2 separate regions of the Gossypium arboreum genome follow, and region 2 is linked to region 1. Evidence: chromatin contacts called from public Hi-C data. All regions are on one chromosome and are shown on one strand. Each heading gives the region's core, a stretch centred on a gene start, on an enhancer-like site or on the middle of the called end of the contact. The rest is flanking DNA. Distances are from core to core; before and after follow the strand shown.

What was found. A called contact is a pair of places that touch in the nucleus more often than the background predicts.
Region 2: a Hi-C map of leaf shows a contact between it and region 1, with 2.1 times the contacts expected there. The contact joins the promoter of LOC108461845 here to the promoter of LOC108453508 in region 1. A contact is called at or near these places in 2 of 5 Hi-C or Micro-C datasets (both in leaf).

What each region holds. Positions count from the first base shown.
Region 1 is chr7:51,695,269-51,701,967 of ASM2569848v2, forward strand. LOC108453508 (probable tyrosine-protein phosphatase DSP4) reads right to left here and starts at 2,802. Exons shown (of 6, transcript XM_017751662.2): 1 at 2,246-2,802; 2 at 2,049-2,142. The coding sequence starts at 2,499.
Region 2 is chr7:52,007,763-52,014,236 of ASM2569848v2, forward strand. LOC108461845 (protein argonaute 16) reads left to right here and starts at 3,942. Exons shown (of 23, transcript XM_017761845.2): 1 at 3,942-4,234; 2 at 6,206-6,424. The coding sequence starts at 6,206.

The DNA of each region.
Region 1 (6,699 bases), core at 1,552-4,051:
TTATTTTGTTTCAGGATTGAAATTGGTATATTTTTAGTTCATTCTCTAGCACTATGGTGACTCATAAGCTGTAAATGAATAGAACGTTGAATGAATAGTTTGGTTTCTGATCGTTTACCAAACTAAATAAACAAACATGAACAAGATTTTGAAATTCGTTTATTAAACGAACTGAACACGAACAAACTGAACACGAACAAAGCTTGTTCAGATTATTTATGTTTATGAATAAGCTCGTTTATATTCTTTTAATAGATTATTTAAAACTTATTTATTATTCAATTATTATATAAATTAATAATATTATTGTTTGTGTATTTATTTTATTTATAATATAATTATTAATATTTATATTTAATTATTTGTAACTAAAAAATAATATGAATGTTTATTTATTGTTATTATTCAAGAACATTATTCGTAAATATGTTTGCAAATATACAGGTTTAATGTTCAAGAACATATCTGTTTAACTTAAATGAACTAACAAAACACAAATAATTTAAAAAAAAAAAACAAATTTGAAATTCTTAAGGAACATGAACCAAACATGAATAAGTAAACAAACATAAAACAGGAATTTATTCATTCAAGCTCGGTTCAATTCGACCCTAGTAATTCACTGACATGAGAAGAAGTACACGGAAAAATGAAACGAGTTTTACAAATAATCCGGTAGGGTATTAAAGATGATAAGGATATATTGACAGCCAACTATAATATTTCCATTAGCTATGAAGTAAATGTAAAGCAAATGGCGAGGCTTAACAAGTTTGTAAAATCAAAAATTCAAAATACAAAGATATTTCATCACTTAATCTTGCATTAATGATAAAAGAGGCCTCGTTCCATGGTTGTGGTCATTATTACCTACTTAAAGACAGCACCTACAAGTTGTTAAATTTAGAGCGGGATTTACTAGGTTTTTGTTTTGTTTTGTGTCTTTTTTTTTTTTTTTTTTTTAATAATGAACATAGGGCTCGAACTTTGACATGAGTGCCAAAGACGGATACATGTCCAATACGAGTAATGTTCAGTTTTTTTCCTTGGTGTTGGATGTAGATACTTGAAAGAAAACGAAAAAGGTAGTTGGCAATATAATAAGCAAAGCAAAAAACAAGTGACTTGATATCTTTCAAATATTGAAGCACAAAGGAGTATATCATTACTTACTCGGATTTACTTGCGGCTTAGTAAACAAATATTCCAAAACACACACACACAAACAAAAAGAAATTCACACCAAGCTATAGCTACTGTTGCATGCTCAAACAAATCACGAACGCCAAAAGCATGACCAAGGCGTAGTTTCTACTTCCTGATTGCTTTTCTCAGAGATTGAAATTCACATGAAAGGGGAAACATAACCCTGAGGCTTTATTACTTCTTAGAGGCTCACTTTATTCATAGAAAGAGGCTAGACTTTAAACTATTATGGTTCATTCAGGAAAATTTCACATTAGAGTTCAATTTCTTCACAAATGAATATATAAAACTACATTCCAATCTCAAAATACATGCACAAGTTATCACTAATGTTTTGATTTGAATCTCAAGCAAGATTTGGAAAATTTTAATAGAAAATCATGGTAATACAATCTATGACTATATGCATAGCTTAAAAAAAATTAGTCAATTCAGAATTTTAATGAAAAATCATCAAATATTTTCCTCATTAAACAACTAAAATTTTAGGAAATGAAGAAAAATTAACTGTCTTTCCAATATTCCAACTATAATTTTCAAGGAATTTACAGCAAAACGTTTGAGCTCCTTCTCGAATGCATTTCTCATTATTAACTCTTAACACCCAAAAAGGAAAGAGCCACCATTTGTATCATATCAAATAAGCCTAATTGTACAAATCAAACTCCCAAGCATTCATAAGCATATGGAACCGGAATTCCCTTTTCTTGCTAATGAATTAATGATAGCTTGTATGCATTTATTATATATAATATCTCCTAAATGAATGATTTGATCAAACACCATCATCAGATTTGCAATCAAAAGCTTAAATTGCAAAGCGAAATTTAAGAAAGTGTTACCTTGTAACTTTCAATTCCAAACTGAAAAAGCTTGATTCCATTGGACTTTAAAAACTCAGTGTTGGCTTCTGGGTATGGTTCAGGACACAGATATCTAGCATTTAAAAAAAAAAAGGAGTGAGAAAAGAGGACACCCTTTTAACTCAAAGTAGAAAATGATTGATTTGCATGTCAAAAAGAAGAAAGTTCGGTCTTACATGATGGAGGTGAGCTTAAGCGTTTGAAGGAAAGAGAAGTTGGCAGAATCAGGGAAACCAGACCTGAAGATTCCATTGTCAACCATAGCAAAGTTTAAAGGAGGAATCAAGTTGAGGTCATCTGAAGTCGACGACAACATGTCGACGTGGTGGTCAACGGCGGGGGCATATTCTTCTATGGTTCTGCACATCTGATGGCTACGAGCTGGCTGTTGGTTTAGGCTTAGTTTGGTATTATAACTGTCTTCTTTCATGAATGAAAATGTGGGTTTTTGTTCAGAGTGGGGCGGCGGCGACAGTTAAAAGTGGGGATAGAGGAAGGTGGTGGTTAAAAGTGGAGGGAGAGGGAGTTAAAAGGAAGATGGAGATTGGAGATGAACATGAACATGGTTTCCTTATATTATCCAACAAAATGTTTTTTTTTTTAATTTATTTATATTTAATTTCTTTTATGTAGAAAGAGAAACTTGAGTACAAAAAGTGAAAAAGGAGAGTGACGGACGGGAACGCCATGGAACTCACTGGTTTTTGGGCTTTAAAACTTCTATTCTTTTATGATTCGGGACACATATTTTCCAATAAAAAAACTTGAGTAAATGGGTAAATTTTTATTTCCTTGAAATAATTAAAAATTATAATTTAGTGATTAAATTATTTTAAAAATTTATTTAAATTATTGAATTATTAAAATTGATATTTTATGATTTTTCTTGTTACTAAATTATTAAAATTGATAGTATTTATCTATCTTATTAATTGGCAAATTATCGTTTGATATTTATTGACACATAAATTTTTTTAAAGAAACTTTAATAACCTAATAATTTAATTAATAACTTTTAAATAGTTAAAAGTCAAATACACCAAATAATAATTTTTTAATTAATTGAGTAACCCATAATTTAAAACTTTCTCATACCAGACATCGCAATTGGAATCCGGACCAAGTGTTTAAAATTCTAAGATCTCGTTAGCAATTGATTTACGTAAGTTGAAATTCAGTTTACAAATTTTCGTTTATAAATACTATTTTTAACTTAAAAATATAAATATTGTTGTTGCTGGTAAATTTTGTATTGAAATAATATATTTGAATTGTCTAATTTAATTATTTAATCTGATTAGAAAATTTGAATATAACAAAGAGGTCTCTAACCTGTCAAATTTGTTTTGATTGTGAAAGTTTTATGGTTGATTTGTCTTTTCCCAAGATTTTTTGCTCTGTTTTATGCTTGAAAATTACATTAATAATTCGATTATAAGTTAAGAATTTGTATTAAAATTGACACCCACTGTTTGAGTAAATATGATATAAAAATAATATGATAATAGTAACATAAACATCATATAAATATACAAACAAATAAACTTTATAAATATAAGTTAGTAAGTCCAAAAATATATATATATTAAGCTACCAAATAAAAACACAAGTTCAGAAATGGGCAGGCAACAAAAATAAAATATATGATATGGGAAAGAGAAAGAAAAGAGGAGGGGAATAAAGAGTACATTCTAAAGAATATGCTTTGGGGTATAAAATAGTTAGTGCTCCAACTGCGAGACCTAGGCGCCACGTACTTTCTCCATACTACTTTATTTCTTTTATAAATCAAGCTCATTTCTGAAAACAAAAATTACACCAATTATTTGTATCATTTTTTGTTTTATTTTATCATGATTATATTTTTATATAAATTTATTTATTTGTTTTAAATAGAGTATTTTTTTTTTAAAAGTAGATGTGAGGAAGGGCAGGTGAACTTTTTCTTTTGAACGGTGGATATGAAATGGTTATAATAATTGTTTGTCTTATCTTATCCCGCTTCACTTTATAAAATTATTATTTTATCTTTGTATATATAACTATAAAATAGAACAATGTATAATGTATAATTGACATTTTATGTTTAAATATTTGTTATATGTTAAATAGATTGAAAATATTAAAGATAAGTAATAAAAATGAAATTGGAGCAAAGTGGGATGGGAATTGATACATCAAACATCTATGGAAGTGATAGTGATATTTAAGATTATACATTCGTATAGAACGGAACAGATGGTAGAATAGAGTCTGCTAATTGTGAAGCGATGATAAATTTAACAAATTCTATCCCCGCCCTGCTCTATTATCTTCTTTATTTGAAAACTTAAATTTTGGTCTCATTCTAGGTAATTTATGTATGGATTTTTAAATATATATAAATTGATATAAATATTATAATGTATGTTATTGATTGAATATTCTTTCAATTATTGAGTTCAACCATGTTTTATAATTATTGGTTTTGTTTATAATTATCTAGATATATTATTTATAATCGTATCGCTATTATAATTTTACTTAATTTTACTTATAAAATTAAAATATATATATTGCATTTTGATTTTTATCATATCATTTTCTTAAATATTACAAAAAAAAAAAAAAAAACAAACAAACAAGAACTTGCCCTCTCATGTAATTTTTTGGTTTTTACATAAATAAATTAAAAAAAATTATATATTGAAATAGGTTGTCAGCTGGATTATTTACGAAAATGGTATTTTTTTTAATCGCGCCTATCTGACAGGTGCAACTCCTTTTTTATATTAAAATATTTTTTTCGTTTAATAAAATAATATTAATTTTTTCCCGGATTAGTATATGACCCGTGTATAGATACGAAAATAGTATCCGGGTTGCGCCTATCTGACAGGTGTAACTAGTTGAGCCTATCTGACAGCCGTAACTGGTTGAGCCTATCTCAAAGGCATGACTGGTGGGGCCTACAGGCGCGCTTGGTGCTTAATTTTTCTCCTATATATACCCCCGAAAATCAAATGAGCAACAAACACAAAATTTAGCAGAACGGAAGTAAGAAGATAGAGAGAAGAAAGAAAGAAAGGAAAATAAGAAGATTGATAAGGTATTTTAGTTTATTTCTTTTTAAATAGAATGTAGAGTTTTGTTAGTAATTTTATTATTTGAAAGTTATTTTGTTAGGCTATTAATTTTATTAGCTTCTGAATGAAAAATTTTGCATTAAAAATTTCATGTAACTTTTTTGCTATTCAAAACTGTTTTGAGAATTTTGAAATTTTTTTTAATAGATCTAGTATTGAAGATGGAGAATCAGTTTTTCATATGTGTTTATTTTGATGGAGAAATTTTGACAACTGTGGGATGTATATTTGAATGTCGCAAACAAGTAGTAATGAGTTTAATAAAAATATCTCATTTGACGATATAAAGGAAAAAATTAGTGAAAAAATTTATAGACATTGTGGGAGAAGGATTTCGAAACTTTTCTACATGTTTCTAGTTTCGACGGATCCCATAAAATTCACCAGAATGGAACTTCTAGACAATGAAGATGTGGAGACAATGGTCTCTCTTTATTGTGGGACTCAGAGCAACCAAAATGCACCGATTCAGTTATTTGCTGAGTTAGCTGGTGTGGAGGCAACTGAAGATCCCACTCCATTAAGTGAAGAAGATAGAGCTTAAGAGCCGTGTATGGTGGTTCCGATATCGTATGTTGATAGTCAATCAATTATACACAGGATCGACATTGATCTTAATGCTGCACCCGAGACTGATGTGGTTGGTGATGATGTATACCATAGTAGTGATCCTTCTGATCACGAAGTCGATAGTGATAATGATCCTGACATGGACGAGGTCCCTAATGATATTAACGACGAAGGCGTGAATGAGGATGAAAACGTTAATGCGTTTTCAGTCGGGAACCAAATTCATTGTATTGTGATACACAATAATCCTAGGGCACACATGTCTCGGATAGACCCCGATACAACGCACGTAGCTGAGTTCTTAGAGTAACCTGAAATACTACTTGTTCACCAAATGGTCGTATATTCTAATCTTGAGAAGTTGTTCATGGGCCAGAGATTCGAAAGTAAGTAAGAGTGCATATTTGTTATTAAGCGTTATAGCATGAATATATCAGTAGACTACAAAAGTCGTCATGTCTAAACTGACATTATATATTGGAGAGTGTTGGAGGTCGGCGGAATGCTACAATTGGCAGATACAAGCTGTATTTATCCAGAAGTCGCAAATGTGGGAGATACGAAAATTTGCTAGGCCTCACACATGCATTTTAACACGTATGACAGAAGATCATCGAAAACTTGATTCCAAAACTATTTGTACGTGCATCATGCGGAGGTATGTTATTAGCAACGATAATATTTTCATCATCTTTGATAGAGGGAAAGGATTAATTACTGCCAGTAGGTGTTTTGGTGTGCCATGGAGATTTGTTTACTGCATCCAGCACATCGCGGCTAACTTCCATTGAGATTATGAGAATGCAGACTGGAAGAGACAAGTTGTGAAAATGGGTAAAATATTACTTTATCTTTTCAATATAAGTTTTAATGTTTTAGGGCAATACTGTAATTTATCTTTTCTTAACACATATACAGTGCACGAGCTAAAGCCA
Region 2 (6,474 bases), core at 2,692-5,191, 310 kb after region 1:
GATACTTTGGTTATTTTTATGTTAGTTCTATATTTCTTCATGTTCCTATATTTTTGAACTAACCATCTTTTTCTCCTCAAGCTTATTTGTCTTTTTTGATATAACAAAAAAGGGGAAGAAGAAAGTTTATGAATCAACCTCAAAATCAAGTTAAAATGATTTTAACTAAGTATGGATTTTTTCAACTAGGCAAACTGTTTGTTAAACAAGTCAGAATTGCTCCAGGCCAAAAAGTATCGATACTTTTTTGGCCAAGCATCGATTTCTTCAAAATATTGATACCCATTGAAATAAACGATACTAAATTAACATTCTAAATTTCACAAATTTAGTCAAGTATTGATCTGGTATCTATACTTTTTATGTGGTATCAATAAAATCTTCCTGATATTGATATTTTAGCTCCAACAGTCACTGAATTTAGCATTTATTACAAAAAAAATATCGATACCTTTTTATTTGGTATCGATACTCATTGTTGCAGACGTATTAAATGCTTTGGTTTTCACATCCCCACTGACTCTATTAATTACCACAACAAACCCAATGGTTGGAAATCAATTAGGAGGTATAAATATCAGCTTCTAGAGATCCTACAACAACAAAAAAACATATTCAAGCAAAAATCATCAATCAAATAACCTTTATGCTCAATACTTCCATAATTTTTTTGTACACGCTTGTGAGCTTTTATTATTTTTTTCTTGAACTCAAGCGTATTCTTGTCTATTTCTGCTTAATTGGCAAACATTCTGATCTTGTAAGGATTATTTATTTGTTTGCTTCTTTGTAATTCTTTGAGAGGGTTTGTATTTTAAGATTTAGGTAGAAATCTTAAGGAAGTTGTAAGGTTAAACATTGTTTTCAAATGTTGAACAAATTAGTGAATTTGAGAAAATCCTTAACTATGGAAAACTAAGGTAGTAAAGTAGGCAATTGGGGGCGAACCACTCTAAATTATTGTGTTCATTGCTCTATCTTTTCCATCTAGCTTTCCTAAATTTTTAAAAGTCAATTCACACCCCTCTTGGCGATTTTGGTTTAATCAATCGAGCTAATATAATAGACAAAAATTTAACATTTTAAACAAAAATTAAAAGAAAAAGTTTTTATTTCTAAAATATTCTAAAATATCAATATATAGAGATTTAGATTTCACAAATGATATATTTTATCTTATTTCAAAATTTAAAATTTAAAAATAGCAAAAATGATTGGTTTACATTTTTATTTTAATGAATAAATTTTTATATAATATTTTACCATCATACTAAATTTTAAATTAATAAGTATTTAATTTTTAATTTAAAATTGAAAAATATCAAATTATAATATTTTGATTTCTTTTTAATTTATGAATTATTTAATTTTCAATTATTAGAACCAATTAATGGTTTTACCAATTTTAATTCTGAGTTTTTTAAAAAATTAACATTAATTTCAAGTTATAGGCATTTCAGTGTATTTAAACCTACGTCATTTTATATCGATAATAATCTCGATACCAATTGAACTAATATTCAATCAATAGTTATTTTTTAATTTTAAAATTATATTTTGTGTAAATATATTATATTTAAAAATAAAATATGAATTGGTCAAATATTTTATAAAATAATAATTTATTTTAAAATTTGAATTGGTTAAAAATAATTTAATTTTACTTAAATTATTTAAATTTTGTTTAGTAGATAAAACTAAAAAATAGAAAAATTAAATAGAAAAACAAGATTGCGATACATACCGCAACATGGATCTGTGTACCTTATTTGATACTCATACCTACCCTTATTTGAATTTTATATAATATTTTCATCCCAACTCTTAAAAGATTTATTTTATTTTGCTTAGCTCGTGTTGAAATTTTAAATGATATTAAGAATTCTATCACGCACACGTGAGAATTATGTATTTAAAATATAGAAGTATGTTTAAAACTAACATATATTAAATAATGAAATACATGATTAACTAATTAACAATAACATATGAAATATATGTAATATTAAAATAAAAATATTAAATTGTGAGTAAAATTAAATTCAAACATGTAAATACATCATATTGAGAATACAAAACAAGGTAAAATTATTTACATGTTATAATCAATATTGAGTTAGTGTTTAACTGGCTTGTAACACTAACTCAATCAACAACTTTATCAATATATATATACAAAATTAATGAGACAATAAAATATACATAATACAATTAAAATGTAAATATTATAATAAAATAAATATTTAGTTTAGTAGTCAAATTAATGTTTTGTTTTTATATAAGTAGCTCGTGTTCAAATTCTATCACTTATAAATTTTTATTTTATTTTATAAAAGACTAAAGTAGAGATTTACAATATAATATTTTTTTACAAATTAAATCAAATATATTATAAAATCTTATAAAAGAAATATATAAATGTTCAGAAAATTAAAATATATGTTATAGATTAGTATAAAATCAAGAAATTATAATTAAAAGTATTTAAGAACTAATTATAAAATTAATATAAATATGTTTAAGTAAATATAACGAGACAGGCAGGACGAATTTCACCTAAACTTAAACCCCAATACTAAAAAACTTATTAAGAAAAATCCAAATTGACCCGCCTGAAGATTTCATCTCCATTGAACTGGGATGAATAAAATCTCATGGAATTCGAGTTTTTTTGGGTCCTACTCCAATAATACTTAAGGCATGTTTGTTTCAAGAAAATAACTTACGAATTTTGTTTTGCATTTTCCTATATTTATTTTGTGGAAATAATTTGATCAAAAAAAAATTAAGCCTATTTTTTAGAAAATTACTTCTCGTTTTAAAAAGTATAAATCATTTCTAAAAATAATTTCTTAATAACTTGATTTTAATAAAAAAAACTTGGATGGAGCCAAGTATTATTATATTAATAGTATATTTTAAATTTAAAATATTAAAATTATATTTTTTAATATTATTAAACATACATATTTATACTCAATTATATAATAAATTATTAATATAAATAATACAATTTATTATTTTAATGAAGTTATTTTAATATTAAAATTTTTAATTATAAAATTTAACATTAATAACAATTTTATATTTAAAGTAATATTCTTAATATTTTATTGAAAAATTTTATATTAATATTTTAATAATAAATATATATTGCGATTTATAACTATTTTTATGTAAATTTATAAATAGATAGTAATAGATGTTTTATAATATAAAATATAAATATTTATTATTAATATTGCAATTTATAAATGTTTTACTAAGCAGGATTTAAATATATTTTAATAATTTATATTTATTTTTAAGCTTTCTTTTAAATTTTAGAATTATTGTAAAAATTTTAAAAATTAGCGATCAAATTAATAATTAATCATTTAAATTTACGTGCCACATGATCATTTAATATATAGAACTTAACAGATGGACTAATTTGTATGTTTTAAAATGTATAAGGGTTAATTTACCTCTTTTTTTAGTAGAAGTCCAAAATACAATATGCTCCTAAGACAGAACTTTTCCAATACTTCTATTGAATTCTAAGATAACATAATTACTATATGTTTTTGTCAAGAATTGATGGACTAAAACTCATAACAAATACACACAAATTGTCCCGTGAAGGTTAACTAATCGCATGAAACTAATTTAATTCACTGAAACTGACTTGATTCATGAAACATATAAAAAAACTTTGATACACAATGAAATACTCTATTAAAACTAGAGTTACAGGATAATTATAATATATTTTAAGGGATAAAATATCTATAGAGTTTAAATCCAATTACTTTTACAGTGTCCAAACACATTCCAAATGCAGCAGAAACCAAGGGATCTGAGCCGTTAATTTTTGTTCATCGTTAAACCTTTTCTAACCAATCAATATCAACGATCTGATCTTTTTAGCTATAAGGGTTCAACAGAGATTGTTCTAGACCGGAATAGCCGCCCTTCGTTTACTCCACGGAAAAGATCTAAGCAGTCAAAACAAGTTTTGTTAAATATCAACGGTGGAGATATTCCAAATATTTAAACCTAAAGTGTTTTAACATCATATATATGCTAAAAGAACCCATCTTTTTATTGCCGCTCCTATAAGAATTAAGAAGCAGGAAAATTACTATTTTAATTTTTTTCCCTTACACCCTACATTGTCGCTCTCTTTTACTTTTGGTGCCAAAGACCCGACTCTTCAGTAATCCTGCCTTCTTCTTCTGTTTTTACTTTGCGGGTATGATTTTCCATGCTCTTTTCTTTTGGTTCATCCTTGAATGTTATCATCGTCCCAAGTCTTCTCTTTTTCTTGCTTGTTTGCTTGCTACCATATTTTGTGGTTTATGTTTTCTTCTTTTGAACTTTCTTTTCTTTTCTGCTGAATTTTGAACTGCATTGTTGTCTAATACTCTGATATTTTGTTTTTGTATGTGTTTTTTTTTTTGGTTTCCATTACAATTCCTATTTTGCTTTAAGTTCTACCTATGTTCTCCTCTGTAAGCTTTTGTGTTTTTCTGTTTTGTTTCTGTTTTCTTGGCTAATCTCAGACATTTTTTCTTACTAAAATTTCACGTTGTTTGTTAATCTGAGACATTGTATTCGAGGAAAAGAAAATTTTTGAAACTTGTCTCGTGCTGGACTCTACTATCGGTCTCTTACTCTGTTTTTTTTTTTTGCTTATTTCGAGGAGTCAACGAAAACCTGTTTTGATATATATATATATATTTTTTTTTGTATTTTGAATTCTATTTGATGTTCAAACTTTAACTCCTTTCGGAAGCAATTTCTTTTGAGAATGCCGTTTGATTTTCGCAATGTTAAATCGTAATACCAGAGGAATCATTACCGCAAGGCATAGAGGGGGAGGTCATAAGCGTCTATACCGTAAAATTGATTTTCGACGAAATGAAAAAGACATATATGGTAGAATCGTAACCATAGAATACGACCCTAATCGAAATACATACATTTGTCTCATACACTATGGGGATGGTGAGAAGAGATATATTTTACATCCCAGAGGGGCTATAATTGGAGATACCATTGTTTCTGGTACAGAAGTTCCTATAAAAATGGGAAATGCCCTACCTTTGAGTGCGGTTTGAACTATTGATTTACGTAATCGTCAAAGCGATTTTGACTTTTTATTCTAAATTATTATTTCCGTTTCTTAAGATTTTGATTTATTTTGTTAATCCGTGCTAAACAACCCTAACCAGGAAAAATATTTCATTGAGAGAAGCTTTTTATTTGTTGTAATTGCATAAAATAAGCAGTATTTCTCTGCTCTTGGTTTCTTTAATTTTGTTTTCACCCCTTAGTGCATGTCCTCCACTGTTAGAGTCCAGAGCAACTGATTTCGAGTACTGGCTTTTTTTTTTTTTTTTATTCGGAAAAATATTATCGCGTTTTATTTTTAAAGTCGAGCCTATGTTGCTTAGATTTTTCTTGAAGTACCCGTTTCTGGTCATGGGTATGGGATACGACCTTCTAACTGCTCTCCAAATAAATGAAAAACTTAGAAGAAATCAAGCATGCCATGTTGTACTCATACCCATATTTGACACTCACACATAAGTAGTATAGAGTGGAGCTATTTAATGTCAAAAAGAAAATTGTATAATTTTCTGCTACAACTTTAGCATTTGAATTTTTGCTCTCTAAGGATAGTTATGTAAGTTGCCTGTTTGGAATTTTATCTCCCCATCCTTTCAAGTTTATCTTTGCTTTGTATTAACAATATAAGATTCTTTTTCGAAATAATTTCCAAAATTTAATAGCCTTCTCCTTGGAAATTTTTTTGTAAGATTTTATGTTGGTCATCACCTGTATCTAATCTTATATGCTGGTTCTGATAACTTGTAATCTTGGACAACTAGTAACTCATATGCTGTGTTTTTCATTTATTTTATTCTATTTTATTGCTGTTTTTTGTCTTTAATTTTCCTATTTGTTTTTCACTGAAGGAGAAATTTTTTTGTTGTGGATTTCTTCTTTGACAATTAAAATGTTTGAAGCTATTCATCTAATCAATGGAAATGTTTATCTTATAAGATTTTGCTCTTGTGGAGATTCTGTTATTTCACAATTCCATGAGATTTGTGTAGTCTTGTACATTTTAGTTGTTTACATGTACAGTTTACTTGCAATTAGTGGTGAAACTAATGCTATCAATCTAGTACTAATGTCCTTACTGATTGATTTCAAGATGGAGAAAGCAAGTACTGAAGAAGCACTGGAATTACCATCTCTGCCCCTACCACTGCCAACAATACCATCCAATGTGAAGCTAGAGAGCTTGAAGCCTCCCAAGTATTCTATTGTCAGTAGGAGTGAAGTTGGGACAAGTGGACGAAAGATATCCCTGCTTGCCAATCACTTCAAAGTTTCTGTCAATGCCCCAGATGCTGTATTTTACCAGTATACTGTAGGTTATTTTGTCTCCATTCTGTTTCTTCCTGGAAGTTCACTTTAAGG